2 separate regions of the Sus scrofa genome follow, and region 1 is linked to region 2. Evidence: chromatin contacts called from public Hi-C data. All regions are on one chromosome and are shown on one strand. The core of a region is the stretch at or near the end of the contact, and the rest is flanking DNA. Distances in the headings are between cores, read along the strand shown. Region 1 overlaps OGDH (2-oxoglutarate dehydrogenase, mitochondrial). Region 2 overlaps LOC106506854 (a long non-coding RNA gene).

Region 1 (3,241 bases), core at 90-2,589, 140 kb after region 2:
GGTAGTACCCAGGCCAGGGATCGAACCTATGCCACAGCAGCAACCTGAGTCACAGCAGTGACAACACCGGATCCTTAACCCACTGAGCCACCAGGGAACTCCAGTCTGAGAATCCTTTATTTCTGATGAATTGCTTTCACATAATCTCTTTTATCATACATACTAAAGGAAATATTAGAAATAGTCAGAAACTGATGAGAACGTGAAAAAGTGATATGCCAGGGAGAACTCTGGCGAACACTCAGAGAGACCCTGAACCGTCCCAAGGCCCATCGGTGTTTCTCCACGTAGGGAAACAAGGGTGGAGACCCCGTAAGACAGTGATCATGATACGCTCGGTTCAGCCAGAACCTTACGGAAAGTGCACTGCTTCGAGGTTTGAGACCTCAGCCTCCCATCGCCCGTCCCAGTATTCATCCCACTGTGAATGACTGCTGCATCTTTTACCGTCTTTTGGTCTTTTTAGGGCCACACCCATGGCATATGGAGGTTCCCAGGCTGGGGGTCCAATCCGGGCCCCTGCTGTGGCTCAGCAGTAATGAATCCAACTAGCATCCATGTGAAGGATCCTGTATTGCTGTGAGCTGTGGTGTGCGTCTCAGACATGGCTCAGATCTGGCGTTGCTCTGGCTGCGGTGTAAGCCGGCAGCTGCAGCTCCAATTTGACCCTTAGCCTGGCAACTGCCACATGCTGCAGATGCGGCCCTAAAAAACACAACCAGGAGTTCCCATCGTGGCGCAGTGGTTAACGAATCCGACTAGGAACCATGAGGTTGCGAGTTCGGTCCCTGCCCTTGCTCAGTGGGTTGATGATCCGGCGTTGCCGTGAGCTGTGGTGTAGGTTGCAGACACGGCTCGGATCCCACGTTGCTGTGGCTCTGGCGTAGGCCAGTGGCTACAGCTCCCATTGGACTCCTAGCCTGGAAACCTCCATATGCCGTGGGAGCGGCCCAAGAAACAGCAAAAAGACAAAAAAAAACCCCACACAACCAAACCCAGAAAACACAATAAACAAAGACCCTTCAACTTTTGTGCTTCAAAAGACAACATCAAGAAAGTGAAAACCACACAGCCCCAGTTTCCTTCAGGGAAACACAGAGTAAGCACATGGAACACACCACACGCCTATTACATAATCCAGCAACTCCACTTCTAGGTATTTACAAAGAGTCAGAACACCTGATGGACACACTCAAATCTGCACGTGAACACACTGGCTTTAATCATAACGGCCAAACGCTGCAAAGAATCCAAACTCCCTCTGATGGCTGAATGACTACACAAACTGGCACAGCCATATAGTGGAACACTACGCAGCCACCAGAGGGAACAAGCACAAGAGATCACGGATCAAAGTCAGCCGAGTTATGCTGGAGGAGAGCAGCCAAACTCAACGGGCCACAGGCTCTAGGGCTCCGTTTATTGGGCATTCTGGAAAATGCAAAATCATAGTGTTTGCCAGCAGGTACGCTGAGAGGAGTGTTTTCTGCAGTGATTAAACTCTTAGATATTGGAGTTCCCGTCATGGTGCAGCGGAAACGAATTGGACTACGAACTATGAGGTTGCAGGTTTGATCCCTGGCCTCGCTCAGTGGGTGAAGGATCCGGAGTTGCTGTGAGCTGTGGTGTAGGTCACAGACGCGGCTTGGATCTGGCATTGCTGTGGCTGTGGTGTAGGCCGGCGGCAACAGCTCTGATTCGACCCTTAGCCTGGGAACGTCCATATACTGCAGGTGCGGCCCTAAAAAGACAAAAAGACAAAAAAAAACCCCAAAAGCCCCTCTTACATGACTGCATGCATTTGTTAAAACCAGGAAACTACACAACACAGCGGGTGAATTCTACTGAATGTAAATTATAACCAAAAACGCTAATGAAAAAGTTTAATGTTTGATATAATACTTGTCTCTAGACTTAATCCTTGTTGGCTGCGCCTCAGCATCCTAAACGCTTGAATCCTGAATCCTGACTCTGAAACCCTGGCTCTGGGTCATTCTCTGTGCCCCCGTGTATCACTGACCAGGTGCTGAACCTGTCAGGCCATGGGGAGAACCACGTGTTGCTGCCACCGACTCATTAGGCAGGGCTTTCTGAGTGGGCGTGTGGGGATCAGGCGAGAAGCCACACGGCCACACCACTGTCAGATCACATTTCAGGACCGTGTGCACAAAGACGAAATGAAGGACCTGACCGAGAGCCTGGGTGGCATTTTGTGCCAGGGACACCTCAACTAGGCTGAGAATCTATTCGAGTCTTTTCTCAGGGATTAGAAATTATACATTTGATTCCTTGAAACAAGATGTAAAAGTCTCTGGTGCCTCAGATCGGATCTGAGCCTCAGCTGCGGCCTCCGCCGCGTCCTTTATGCAGGATGGGAACTGAATCTACGTCCTAGCGCTGCAGAGATGCCACTGACCCTGCTGACCACAGTGGGAACTCCTAAATCTCTTAAAGAAAGCTTTCCTGTGGTGTCTGAGTAATAGCATGTGTTATAAATAACACAGCCGAGTCACTCTAAGCAAGACCCACGTGAGCACGGAAGCCTCGGGAAAGTCTCATCGATGCTGTGGGCTCCGGAGCCCAGGTTACCTGGTTGTTGACGACCACGTGGACAGTGCCGTGAGTTGTGTAGGACGGCAGGTCGCTCAGGTGGAAGGTCTCGTAGACGATGCCCTGGCCGGCAAACGCGGCGTCCCCGTGCAGAAGGATGGACATGACCTGCAGACACGCAAAGGAGACCTCAGCCCCAACGTGGTCCTGGTCATCACATGCACCAGGCACGCTGGAGATTAAGCCACGGTCTGCTGTTCCAAAAATGACGGACTCTGAGATAACTTCAAATTACGGAAGAAAATGGCAGGGAAGCACAAAGACCCCAGGCCCCTCCCGGCCCCAGACGTACCAGTAGCCCACGCCTGCCACCTGCCACCCTGCTGTCATTTGCTGCAGGGCCAATGTCCACTGCCCCTGAACCTGCCCCACAGGACCCTCGCATCAGGAAAGCAATGCTGCCCCAGACCCCAGGTGCGCGTGCTGCTAGGGCCACGTGCCCTCAGCCCCTCCAACCCGGGGCAGCCCCTTGACCCTCGATGGCCTCATGACCAGGCTCTGGTGCAAGGGCACACTCCACAGCAGGAGAGGCCGGGCTGGCCTGCTCCACACGAATGGTTCTGTGGATCAGCTGGAGAGCAGGCTGTTTCTCCCTGCAAGCTCACCCCTTCTCCTTGGTGAGGAGAACAGC
Region 2 (3,280 bases), core at 178-2,677:
GAGTGCTGCACGTGGGGAGAGAGCAGGAAACACAAGGTCCCCACCTCGGTGGGGTGCAGTAGCATCCGCAACCCCACTTCCCACCCACCCTCCATCCCTCCATCCCTCCATCCCTCCATCCTCCGTTTACAAGACTCGAAAACATGCCACCAAGCAATCAGCACATTTTCCAAGTGACTAAAGCAGGGCAGAAGCTCCTGACTTTCCTCTGCTGTCAGCCAGGCTGGATTCCTCCCCAAAGCAGGGAGAACCGCATCTGCTGCCACGACCCCAGGTTAAGCAGAGGGACCAGGGCTGCTGAGTGGGGCTTGGTCTCAACAGCAGGCTGGGCGTGGAGGTGACACGCCAGGGCAAGGAGCAGCCCCTGCGTCTGAAAACCCTGCGAGGGTCAGGAATGAGCCTGCTGCTGGGACAGGAACGAGGATGGAGTTAGAGGCCAGAGAGTGGAGGCCGGGGAGGCCAAGCTGCCAGAGTGAACAGGACCTTCCTTGTGGCTGTTCAGTTTCAGGTCGTGTCTGGAAACAAGTAAACGTTCATAGGAGAGGAGTGGTCTTCCTAGAGTCTTGGAAAGAAGAGTTTAAGTGATAAGCATCTACAAGATTCAAATAAAAGTCCCACGGTTTGATGGGTTGGTTAAAAAAAGAAAGTGACAAGCATCTGGCATCCTGCTCCTGATCACCATCAGTTGGGCCTGAGCCTCTCCACCGAGGACTGTCCTCTGCCTCCCCTCGAGGCCCTGGCCCCGGTCTGCTCACCAGGCGAATCCACGGGAGTGCTTTTGTGGCATGTCACGGGCCCCCCTGAGTTAAGTGCTGGAGCCCATCCCATCAGCAGAAGGGCTTCACCCCCCAGGATGCACGCTGGCTGCCCTGAATCCCTCAAGCCTCAGTGCTCACAGGGCTGCACCCAAGGGAGGAGGGGGCTTGTCCTCCTCGCAGCCCGTTTTCAGGGAGGAAATCTTTCCCAGAAACCCCCAGCCAGGGTCAGAGCTTGTGCCAGCGCCTGAGCTTATTGCTGGCTGGGAAGATGGCATGTGCTTGACCGGGGTGGAAAGACACAAAGATCAACCGATGAGGATGGCAGAGGCGTGTGTCCAGAGCTGGCTGTGGTGAGGGAGTCACCCCATCCCTTGGTCTGGCAGAGACTCAGGGCTGGCAGGGGAGTAGGAGGGCTTCCTGGAGGAGTACAGGGCTCAGGGGTGCCCTGAAGGGGGCTGTGGGCCTGGGGGAGCCAGAGGCGCCCTCGCCAGAAGGGGGCGTCCCACGTGATCGGTTGGGGGAGCGTGTCTGGCTTTCTCTGGTTGGTCCTGAGTTGGAAGAAGGGACAGAACTTGGGGAAGCAGCAGTCAGTTATTGACCAAGTCCTGGCCGTTTGGAGTCGCTTGTAACAGGGGCTGTTGTGTGGCTTCCTGGGTTGTCCCTAGAGACAGCAGGCTGGCTCTTCCCTCAAGTGTGACTTACAGCCTCTGGCTTCCTGGGCGGGGTGCTGTAGCTTGTAGGTCAGAGGTCTGTTTTGATAAACAGTCTGGCCATTGTGTGTTCAGTCTCTCATTGGCCGGGACTAATCGGCATCCACTCCCCTAGGGGGGACCCCTGCCCCAAGCCCAAGGGGTGTCATCTGAACACAGTCATCAAGAAAGTGGGACGCTGGGTCCTAGCGACAGTCTCATGACACTTCCAATCACTGGAAAAATGGAACCCAGTAAATTAAAGACCAGTGATTTGATTTATACATTCACCTGTTAGATTTTGGTTAGTAGGAGTCGGTCCCCAAAACTCAGGTCAGCTCTGGGTGCACTCTGGCAGAACTCCAGCAAAGATCATACCAGGATCTGATAATGGGACCAAAGGGTCAGAAAGGGCGCCTTCCTGGAAAGGATGCCAATTTCTCTGAAAACCATCACGTGGCTTCTGGTTAGAATTTCAACATTACAGCCGCTTTGGGGGAAAAGTGTCTATCAGACAGCACGGTTCTTTTAATTTTATCATATAGTGGAATATAAATATAGTGAGAGAGTTGAGCTGGACTGTTTATGACCGCTCAGCTGAGGACTAAAGTCAGAGTTAAGTTTCCTGTTGAAATAGTATTAGGTTTAAGGATAAATTTAGAGCTGGAGCTGGAACTGGGCTTGGGGTTAAGTTAGCATTAGGGCTGGAGTTTGTCTCAGCTATATAGCTAGGGCTCCATTTAGGATCAAGTTTAGGGTTTACAGAGAGCCATGGGATTTTTTTGGCTTTGGTTTTTGGCCATGCCTGGGGCATATGGAAGTTTCTGGGGCAGGAATCAGAGAGTTGTTGTTATAGTTAACGATTGGGTTAGGGCTGAATCTTGCTAGACTTCATATTGGGGTCAAGAATTGAAGTAGGGGGAGTTCCCGTAGTGACTCAGTAGAAACGAAACTGACTAGCATCCATGAGGATGCAGGTTCAATCCCTGGACTCTCTCAGTGGGTTAAGGATCTGGGGTTGCCATGAGCTGTAGTGTAGGTTGCAGACGTGGCTCTGATCTGATGTTGCTGTGGTGTAGGCCAGAGGCTACAGCTCTGATTTGACCCCTAGCCTGGGAACTTCCATATGCCGAGGGTGCAGCCCTAAAAGGACAAAAAAAAAAAAAAAAAAAAAAAAAAAAAAAAAAGAATAGAAGTAGGGCTTGGTGATCCTGTTAGGGTTAAATTTTAGGGTTAGGGTGAAGGTTAAGGATAGTTTTAGGTCTGAGGGTTAGGATTAGATTAAGCTCAGGTTAGGGTGAACGTGGCAGTGTGCTTGGACTGCTATTAAGAAAATACTGCAGACGGGGCAGCTCAAATGACAGACATTGATATCTCACAGGTCTAGGGCTGTTAAGTCTGAGATCAAGGCGCTTGGCCATCTGGTTTCCTGGGAGGGCCTCCTCCTGGCTTGCAGATGGCACCTTCATGCTGCACCTCACATGACCTATCCATGTGGAGAGCACAAGCTCTGGAGTCTCGCTCTTTTTTCTTTTTCGGCCGCCCTGTGACATATGGAGTTCCCAGGTCAGGGATCAGATCCAAGCTGCACTTGAGACCTACACCACAGCTGTGGCAATGCCAGATCCTTAACCCACTGTGCCAGACCAAGGATCAAGCCCTCCTCCCAGAGCTGCAGAGATGCTACCAATCCCATTGCACCATAGAGGAAACTGCTGGTGTCTCTTCCTCTTCTTCTTCTTTTTTTTTTTTTTTTTTTGTCTTTTTAGGGCAGCACCCATGGCATATGGAAGTTCCCAGGCTAGGGGTCAAATCGGAGCTGCAGCTACCAGC

Evidence for each region. A called contact is a pair of places that touch in the nucleus more often than the background predicts.
Region 1: a Hi-C map of liver shows a contact between it and region 2, with 3 times the contacts expected there. The contact joins two enhancer-like sites. A contact is called at or near these places in 1 of 47 Hi-C or Micro-C datasets (liver) and 1 of 2 datasets of contacts at active chromatin or transcription factors (alveolar macrophages).

Annotation. Positions count from the first base shown.
Region 1 is chr18:50,622,387-50,625,627 of Sscrofa11.1, forward strand. It overlaps OGDH (2-oxoglutarate dehydrogenase, mitochondrial), which reads right to left. Exons shown (of 23, transcript XM_021079062.1): 10 at 2,590-2,718. Among named protein-coding and RNA genes, the nearest start is that of ZMIZ2, 25 kb to the left of the region's middle. Within about 2 kb of position 1,340, at least 1 of the 83 cell types and tissues checked has an H3K27ac peak or open chromatin away from gene starts, as enhancers often do. A contact at or near this core is called in liver, where this site is marked.
Region 2 is chr18:50,486,139-50,489,418 of Sscrofa11.1, forward strand. The region is part of intron 2 of LOC106506854 (a long non-coding RNA gene); the gene reads right to left. Among named protein-coding and RNA genes, the nearest start is that of MYO1G, 21 kb to the left of the region's middle. Within about 2 kb of position 1,428, at least 35 of the 83 cell types and tissues checked have an H3K27ac peak or open chromatin away from gene starts, as enhancers often do. A contact at or near this core is called in liver, where this site is marked.